2 separate regions of the Sus scrofa genome follow, and region 2 is linked to region 1. Evidence: chromatin contacts called from public Hi-C data. All regions are on one chromosome and are shown on one strand. The core of a region is the stretch at or near the end of the contact, and the rest is flanking DNA. Distances in the headings are between cores, read along the strand shown. Region 1 holds the start of TMEM88B (transmembrane protein 88B). Region 2 holds the start of SLC35E2B (solute carrier family 35 member E2B).

Region 1 (3,857 bases), core at 1,194-3,693:
TGTAGTACATGGAGGTTCCCAGGCTGTGGGTCGAATCAGAGCTGCAGCTGCCAGCCTACACCACAGCCACAGCAACACCAGATCCACATAGCTGTGTCTACACCGGAGCTCACGGCAACACCAGATCCTGTTTTCTTTTGGGTTTTTTTCCTTGCTTTTTAGGGCGGCACCGACAACATATGGAGATTTCCAGGCTAGGGGTCCAATCGGCGCTCCAGCCACTGGCCCACAACATCAGACCCAAGCCAAGTCTGTGACCTACACACCACAGCTCACAGCGACACCAGATTCTTAACCCACTGAGCGAGGCCAGGGATCGAACCTGCAACCTCATGGTTCCTAGTCGGATTCGTTTCCACTGTTTGTTGTTGTTGCTGTTGCTGTTCTTTTTAATAAGGAGCATGGCCAGATGACAGGGGCGCGAAGGACGCACAGGTGCAGCAGCCGTGCCTGGGGGCCCTGTGGGCTGTCCTAGCCCTCGTCAGAGCTGGGGAGCTAGAACCCACCTCCTGGTGGCCTCCTTGGAGCCAGACAGCAGGGCCATGGGGGCCGGGGGCACTGCAGCTTGCTCAGGTGACCTCAGCGGACTGGGGCCAGACTGTCAGGCCCCCCCACAGAGCTGTCCTGCGACAAGGCAGAGGTACCTGCTGGCCTCATTCCCCTCTGAATCCACAGGCCTTAAGGTGCCCAGTGCACAGTGGGGGCTCAACAGAGTGTTGAATGAGTGAATGAATGAGGAAGGGACCTGAGGATAGGATGGGCTTGGAAGGGAAATAAGGAGCTCTCGCTGTGGCACAACAGGATGGACAGTGTTTTGAGAGCGCTGGGATGCAGGTTCGATCCCCAGCATGGCACAGTGGGTTAAGGATCTGGTGTTACTACAGCTGCGGCTTAATTTGAGGCTATGGCTCGGATTTGATCCCTGGCCTGGGAGCTCCATATGCTGCGGGGTGGCAAAAAAAAGAAAAAAAAAAAAAAGAAAAGAAAAGAAAGGAAAGCAAATAAGATAGCTAGCCTTGCCGTCTGAACTCTCTCTATCCAAACTTTATTCATTTTCACCGTTTTTTTTCCAAATAAACAGCTATTAGAAAAGATAGTTTGTTAAATAAGTGGTGCTGAGAAAACTGGACACCCACATGGGAAAGAATGAAATTAGAACACTCCCTCACACCATACAGAAAAATAAACTCAAACTGGATTAAAAACCTGGATATAAGACCAGACACTATAAAACTCTTAGAGGAAAACATAGGCCAAACCCTCTCTGACATAAACCACAGCAACATTTTCTCAGATCCACCTCTGAGAGTCATGCCAAATAAACAGCTACTGTGAGGTCACGTGTGTGCCAGCAAAGACAGTTAAAGGGCATGTGTGCTGGGCAGCAGGGTGGGCAGGAGCTGCAGGGAGCCTCAGCTACGTCCTGGTAGGCATGTCTGCACCTGTGCCCCCTGAACCAGGTGTACACTGTCGCCGTCGTCGCCCACGTCCCCATGTGTCTGAAGCACGGCGGTGAGCTGGAGAGGCCTGGAAAATGTTAGAAGCCCAGTTGGAAGGGCTGAGGCTGCCTGTGGGTGGAGTGAAGCGAAACATACAGCCTCCCTGGTCCAGCTCACAGACAACCAACGCAGGGGTTTAAGTGTCGACTAGTTACGCCGGCGGTGGCTTGTTTATCAGGGTTTTTGGCCGTACCCACAGCATATGGATGTTTCCAGGCCAGAGATGGAACCCAAGTGACAACACCACCCGATTTTTTTTTTTTTTTTTGTCTCTTTAGGGCTGCACCTGTGGCATATGGAAGTTCCCAGGCTAGGGTTGAATCAGCCACAGCAACACCGGGTCCTTAACCCACTGAGTGAGGCCAGGAATCAAACCTGCATCTTCATGGATCCTAGTCTGGTTTGTCACAACAGGAACTCCACAACACCAGATTCTTAACCCACTGCGCCACCAGGGAACTCCCCATCAGAGGTACTGAAAACACCCTTTGTCGTGCTCTGAAATTCTGGGATCCTAGGAGCTGCGAAGAGGGTTTGAGTCAATATTGGAGAAGTCAGTTGGGGTTTTGGAGGGGCTGGGAGGGCGCCTCCCTTACCTGGAAGAGTGGACTACGTGCTCCCACTCTTTTCAGGATGGACTGGATTCAGGCAGGAAGGGTGCCTGGGATGGCAGCTGCTCGTCTTGGGCGCCCACCGTGTGCTGAGCCCCACACTAAGGATGGCCCACCCGCCCTCTCAGTGTAGGCATCCAGCATCTTCTGGGGCTCTTTTCTGATTCTCTTTGAGGGACCAACAGGGGCTAGGGCTGCGGGTGAGGTGGGTGTTGACCTCTTCAGTTGCCAGAGTCAAGGCCGATGAACCGCAGTCATTGTGTGAGAGGGCGGGATGGGGAGGGAGGAGGGCCTGGCGCTGAGCGGTGCGGACAGGACAGCCTGGCAGGCGCTGACCAGAATGTGCGGGAGCTGGCTGGGGAGACTGGCCAGGGCCAGAGCTGTAGTAACCTGGCAGAGAGAGTCAGCCTGGCAGCGGAGGGACCTAAGGATCAGGTGTGGCCCTGGAGACTGATGGTCAGGGCTGGACCTACCTGGGCCAAGGTCCTGCTCTCCAGCTCTTCCACTATCTGGTTGCTGGGTGGAGGTCTGACCTGGGGACCTAGGGTGAAAAGGTTGCTAGTCTGACAGGGGGGCAGGGGCAGGGGGCAGTCATACCACGTGACCACTGCTGTGAGCCCACCAGGCCCACTGCCTAAGAGAGCATGAGTGAGCAGGAGAGGGAGACAGAGGAGGATGAGGGAGAGGGCACTTCAGACACAGCACCCATGCTGCCCGGAAGTCTTGCTGACCGCCAGACCTCTGCACGGATGTCCCCAGGGTGGGCCGCCCAAGGCCTAGGGACCCTGCTGCTGTCAGGCCGGGCCCTGGCAGGGCTCCTGCTCCACCTTCTGCTTCCTGCAACTGTGTTCCTGCTGGTGCTGCTGCCAGCAGCCACCATCGTCTACCTGGGATTCCTGTGCCACTCGAGGGTGAGCTGAGCCCTCCACGGGCGCAGGGGTGGGCACGGTCTGGGATCCTTGGGGGGAGCAGGTCCTGTGGAAGTTCAGGGCCTGGGGGGTGAAGGTGGATTTGCCCCCTTCCAGCATGGCCTCTTGTCCCCAGAGGCATGTGTGCCCCTCCCTGCAGAGCCCCTTCCTCTGCCAAGTGTCCCCCCCGCCGGCCACAGCAAAAGAAGGGCTTTTGTTTGTCCCCCAAGGGAACAGCTCTCTCCCCTCCCCTGAGGCTGCTCGGCCTTGTACCAGGGGCCGCCAGGGCCTGGACAGCTGGGCGGGGTGCGAAGAGGAGGAGGTTCCAGGAAGAGACGACAGGGATGTCGTCAGATTTAAGGAGTCTGAAGTCCCCACGCCCAGAGCCCCTGGCAGATGCCTCCTACCCTGGGCCGGCTTCCCGCCTGTGGAACGGGCTGCGGCTTAGGGATGGGGAGGGCACAGGCAGATGGGTCCCCGGGTCCCTCCTTCTGTAGGCAGAAGGTGGAGGAGGGGACCAAATGCGGAGCCACACACGAGAAGGTGGTGCCAGCTGGCAACACCCCCGGGAAGGGCCTTGAGGTCAGATGCCAACAGAGGGAAGGGCCGTCAGAGAGGAGAGAAGGGAGGAAGGCGCGGGTCAGGGAACCGCACAACTGTTCTTTGAGCCTCCCCTCCAGGAACTCCTCCTCCTGCCACTTACCACCTGGGTCTCCGATCGTCCATTCTAGGCTCAGAAAAGCCCGGCCCCGAGCTGGCCCCAGCCACCCGACTCCGCCAGAACTCAGGCCCCGCCCCGGGCCACCTGCTTCCAGGACCCACCCAATCCATCCGCCCAA
Region 2 (4,138 bases), core at 69-2,568, 160 kb after region 1:
CCGCGCCATCCACCCTGAGAGGCGGCCTGGGGGCTTCACGTGGTGGACGCGAGGGACAGTCACCCTGCGGTTGCCGGGCCTCGGGAGGATGGACGGCCCCGGACGACTGGGCCACGCGCGGGCCGAGGCTCTGGGGTGCCCAATGGCCGCGCCCGCAAGGGGGTCCGCAGGCCGGGGGAGGGAGGAGGCCGGAGAGAGGGGCGACCCCCGGAGGCAACCCGCCCGGCCAGCTTTATTCAGGACGTCACCCACCAAGGAAGCCCGCGGCCAGACGGCGCGCGGACCACGTAGCCTCGGGACGCCGCCCCGCCGCCCCGCCGCCCCGCCGCCCCGCCGCCCCGCCGCCCCGCCGCCCCGCCGCCCCGCCGCCCCGCCGCCCCGCCGCCCCGCCGCCCCGCCGCCCCGCCGCCCCGCCGCCCCGCCGCCCCGCCGCCCCGCCGCCCCGCCCACACACAGGGCCCCGCCCACCTCCCGGCGACGGTGGCTCCGGGAGCGAACGGCAGCAGACCCGGCCCAGGTGAGGTGGGCGGGCCCCGAGCGGACCCGCGGGTCCCTCCGGGCGGCGGGGCGGGGCCGGGGGCGGGGCGAGCCGGAACGGAAGTGAGGCTGTCGACACGGAAGCCGGGATCCGGAAGTGACGTATCGGAAGCCCGCGGCCGCTCCTCGCAGTCCGGAGGGACTCGCTGCCGCTCGCTGCGAGTGTCCCGCCTTCGTCGCCGCTGCTGTGTAGCCGGGGCCGGAGACGCGCTGCTGGGCAGTTCCCCGCTCTGTACTTCCCTTGTCACCCTCCAGGCTGTACGACCGGGGCTCAGGAGGGGAAGGTGCTGCTGGGCAACAGCGCGCTCGGCATTTGCCCCCTTGGCCCCCTCGGGGCCGGACCACCGCGGCCCTGGAGAGGCGGCCAGTCCGTGGAGGCGAAGACCTACAAGCCCCTAGGGGCCGCTCTCCGGGTTTGGGTTTCAAGGGACGAAACTCCAGCCGCAACACACCTACTTTAGGGAAGGAGAGATGGGCTGAGGCGACCAGCGCAGGAGCTCTGGGAGCTGCTGGATCCCGAGGCCACGCCCCCTGGCGCTGCGGTGATTGGAGGAGCGGTGGGTAGCCCCGCCCAGGGGCGTGGCCTAGGCCCGCTTGGGTGCCAGGCTCCGCCTGGCCGGTTGCTCCTGCTGCTGGCCTAGTCTCTCTTGTCCGGTTTTCCTCCCCTGCTTACTTTTTAACTTAAGTTTTAGGAGCAAGGGTACAGCTAATGGGCTCTTCTTAACGACTGCTTTTTGGCCAAACTTTTGCATTTTTTCCATATTGTTTTAAAATTAATAAAGTTTCAGAATTCCCTGTGGCACAGCGGGTTAAGGATCCTGTGGTTGTCACTGCAGTGGCTCTGGTCACTGCTTTGGAGCGGTTTCGATCCCTAGCCTGGGAACTTCCAAATGCTGTGGGCACGCACAAAAACAAATGAATAAAATTTCTCCTTTAGGTCCTGGCCAGAGGGTCAGTTAATGGAGGGTGGTATCTGCCCATCCCTAGGCACCCACAGGCAGGGCTTTCCGTGAGATTCTTTAGAGACTGTAACTGGAGGAGCATCAGGGGAGCCCCAGGGGCTGGTCAAGGGCCTGGCCCTGAAAATGCAAAATAAAAGAAAGCATCGGAGTTCCCGTCGTGGCTCAATGGTCAACGAATCTGACTAGGAACCATGAGGTTGGGGGTTCGATCCCTGGCCCCGCTCAGTGGGTTAAGGATCTGGCATTGCCATGAGCCCTGGTGTAGGTTGCAGATGCGCCTCAGATCTGGCATTTCTGTGAACCTGGGAACCTCCATATGCCACGGATGCAGCCCTAGAAAAAGACAAAACAAAAACAAAAACAGCAAAAAAATGAAATTCATGTGTACTTACCTCTGAACATTATATGGTGCCATTTTCATCATCTCTAAATTGAGTGTGCAGGACCCTCAACAAGTTTATGGGGTGGCTTTTCCTACTTTGCACAAAACCCTGAGATGACGGGATTTTCTGAGGGGCCACACCTGTGACATTCCGAAGTTCCCAGGCCAACCCCACACCACAATGGTGACCAGCACCACAGCGGTGACAGTGCCAGGGAACTCCAACTGAGATGCTTGATGACTGCCCAGCTGTGCTGGATTGTTGATGGTCAGTGAGTTACTTGGAAACAAATAGTTTCAAAAGCAAACTTACAGAAAGTATCAAAAATTTTTTGCAGAGTTCCCGTCATGACTCAGTGGTTAACGACTCTGACTAGGAACCATGAGGTTGCAGGTTGGATCCCTGGCCTTGCTCAGTGGGTTAAAGAGCTAAGGATCCAGTGTCGCTGTGAGCTGTGCTGTAGATCGCAGACACAGCTTGGATCCTGCGTTGCTGTGGCTCTGGCGTAGGCTGTCGGCTACAGCTCCGACTCAACCCCTAGCCTGGGAAGCTCCATATGCTGTGGGTGTGGCCCTGGAAAAAGACAAAAAGACAAAAAAAAAATTTGTTTTGAGATCTTTCTTACATTTTATCTGGGACAGTGCCATTTAATAATTTTGAAATGATGTCAGAGGAGCCTGGGCCCCTCCTGTCCTGGGCTGGGCTCCCGGCACACAGGACAGTGCTCCCTGCCTCCTGGGCTTCCAGCTAGCCCTTGGGCAGCGCTGCCCAGGCCTCCAGCCACTGCCAAGGAAGCCCCTGCTCTGTGGTCACATTTCCAGAGTTTGGGTCCTGCCCCTTTCTCTTTGTCCCGCTAATGGCTGGTCACCTAAAACAACAAAACAGCCAGTTATTTTACTGTGAAATGAGTTTGGCAGCAGCAATGCGTTGTGACTTTGGACACCCAACTGTGGTGACCCTCTCACAAGTCTGGTAAAACAGAGGAGAGGAAACTTATAAAGAGGAGAAAGGGGAAGTTGTTATAAACAAAAAGTCCAGGAGGTCCCGTCATGGCACTGTGGAAGCGAATCCATCTAGTATCCACAAGGTTGCGGGTTCCATCCCTGCCTCACCTAATGGGTTAAGGATCCGGTGTTGCCATGAGCTGTGATGAAGGTCCCAGATGTGGCTTAGATCTGGTCTTGCTGTGGCTGTTGTGTAGGCCAGCGGCTACAGCTCCATTTGACCCTAGCCTGGGAACCTCCATGTGGCACGGATGTGGCCCTAAAAAAGGCAAAAAAAAAAAGTAGCTTGCTTCTCATCACAGATGGAAGGGACTCTGCTGCTATTGGTTCCATATCAAGGTTGAGGGGTGTGAGCCTGAGAGCTACCCCCTGACACTACTAGAATTGAGGCTTCCCTCTATTAGTTTCCACACAGTTCTTGTCTAAGTTCTTGCAGGAGACACGGCTTTGTTGCCTATGAAGGCAGCAGGAGTAATTTCACCCTGGGTCTCAGGGAAGCCACAACAAAGCATCGGTGCAGTTTTATGCAAATTTGCTGTAGTTTTAGCTTCTTTTCACTGGATTCCAAGAAGCAGAACTTGGGAGTCAAAGACTAGTCTGGCCAGGGTTCCTTACACCCTCATCAGCTTCACACGTGCTGTTTAAGCTTCTTTGCTAATTTGCACATTAGACACAAATCCTATAGGAAGCAGTTCTTGGGAAGGAAGCCCCCCCGCCCCAGGACCTCTGAAGCCTCCAGCACGGCATCCTCTCAGTGTGTCTCTCTCCACAGCCCTGGCATCCTCTGACCTCCACGGCCTGACTGGTGCCAGGCCCCCTTCCCAAAAGCTCTCTCCTTCAGTGTTTGTATGACAATGGGTGACTTTCCACAAGGCAGGAAGGCAGAGAATCCATGGCGGGTTCTGCTCTGCCCCCTTCTGGGGCCCCCAGGCCACCCTACCCTCCTCGCACAGGCTCCATCTATGCCTCGGCCTTGGTCTGAAAGCTGCAGCCGGGACAGATGGTGGGACCTGCGGGGCCCAGGGGACAGCAAAGACGGCAGGGATGTGTGGACATGGGCCCGGGAGCCCACGCAGCCCAGGAACAGGTTGTGACCCTGAGGGTGGGGAGAAGGGTGGAGTTGCGCTGCCTGATACTTCTGTACCCCCACCAACATGGCCAGGAGGCACTGAGCAGCCTGCTGTCGCCTCCTGGGCCTGGGTGCCTGGTCCCAGCCTCCAGACGCAGCCCCTCCGTGAGCCCAGCCACGTTC

The links. A called contact is a pair of places that touch in the nucleus more often than the background predicts.
Region 2: a Hi-C map of skeletal muscle shows a contact between it and region 1, with 2.5 times the contacts expected there. The contact joins the promoter of SLC35E2B here to the promoter of TMEM88B in region 1. A contact is called at or near these places in 1 of 5 promoter capture datasets (fetal liver), 4 of 47 Hi-C or Micro-C datasets (embryonic fibroblasts, liver, retroperitoneal adipose tissue and 1 more) and 1 of 2 datasets of contacts at active chromatin or transcription factors (alveolar macrophages).

The regions. Positions count from the first base shown.
Region 1 is chr6:63,684,099-63,687,955 of Sscrofa11.1, forward strand. It overlaps TMEM88B (transmembrane protein 88B), which reads left to right and starts at 2,444. Exons shown (of 2, transcript XM_003127505.3): 1 at 2,444-3,021. The coding sequence starts at 2,755. It overlaps ANKRD65 (ankyrin repeat domain-containing protein 65), which reads right to left and starts at 2,311. Exons shown (of 6, transcript XM_005653352.3): 1 at 2,096-2,311; 2 at 1,875-2,020; 3 at 1-1,527.
Region 2 is chr6:63,841,082-63,845,219 of Sscrofa11.1, forward strand. SLC35E2B (solute carrier family 35 member E2B) reads right to left here and starts at 1,319. Exons shown (of 10, transcript XM_021097474.1): 1 at 469-1,319.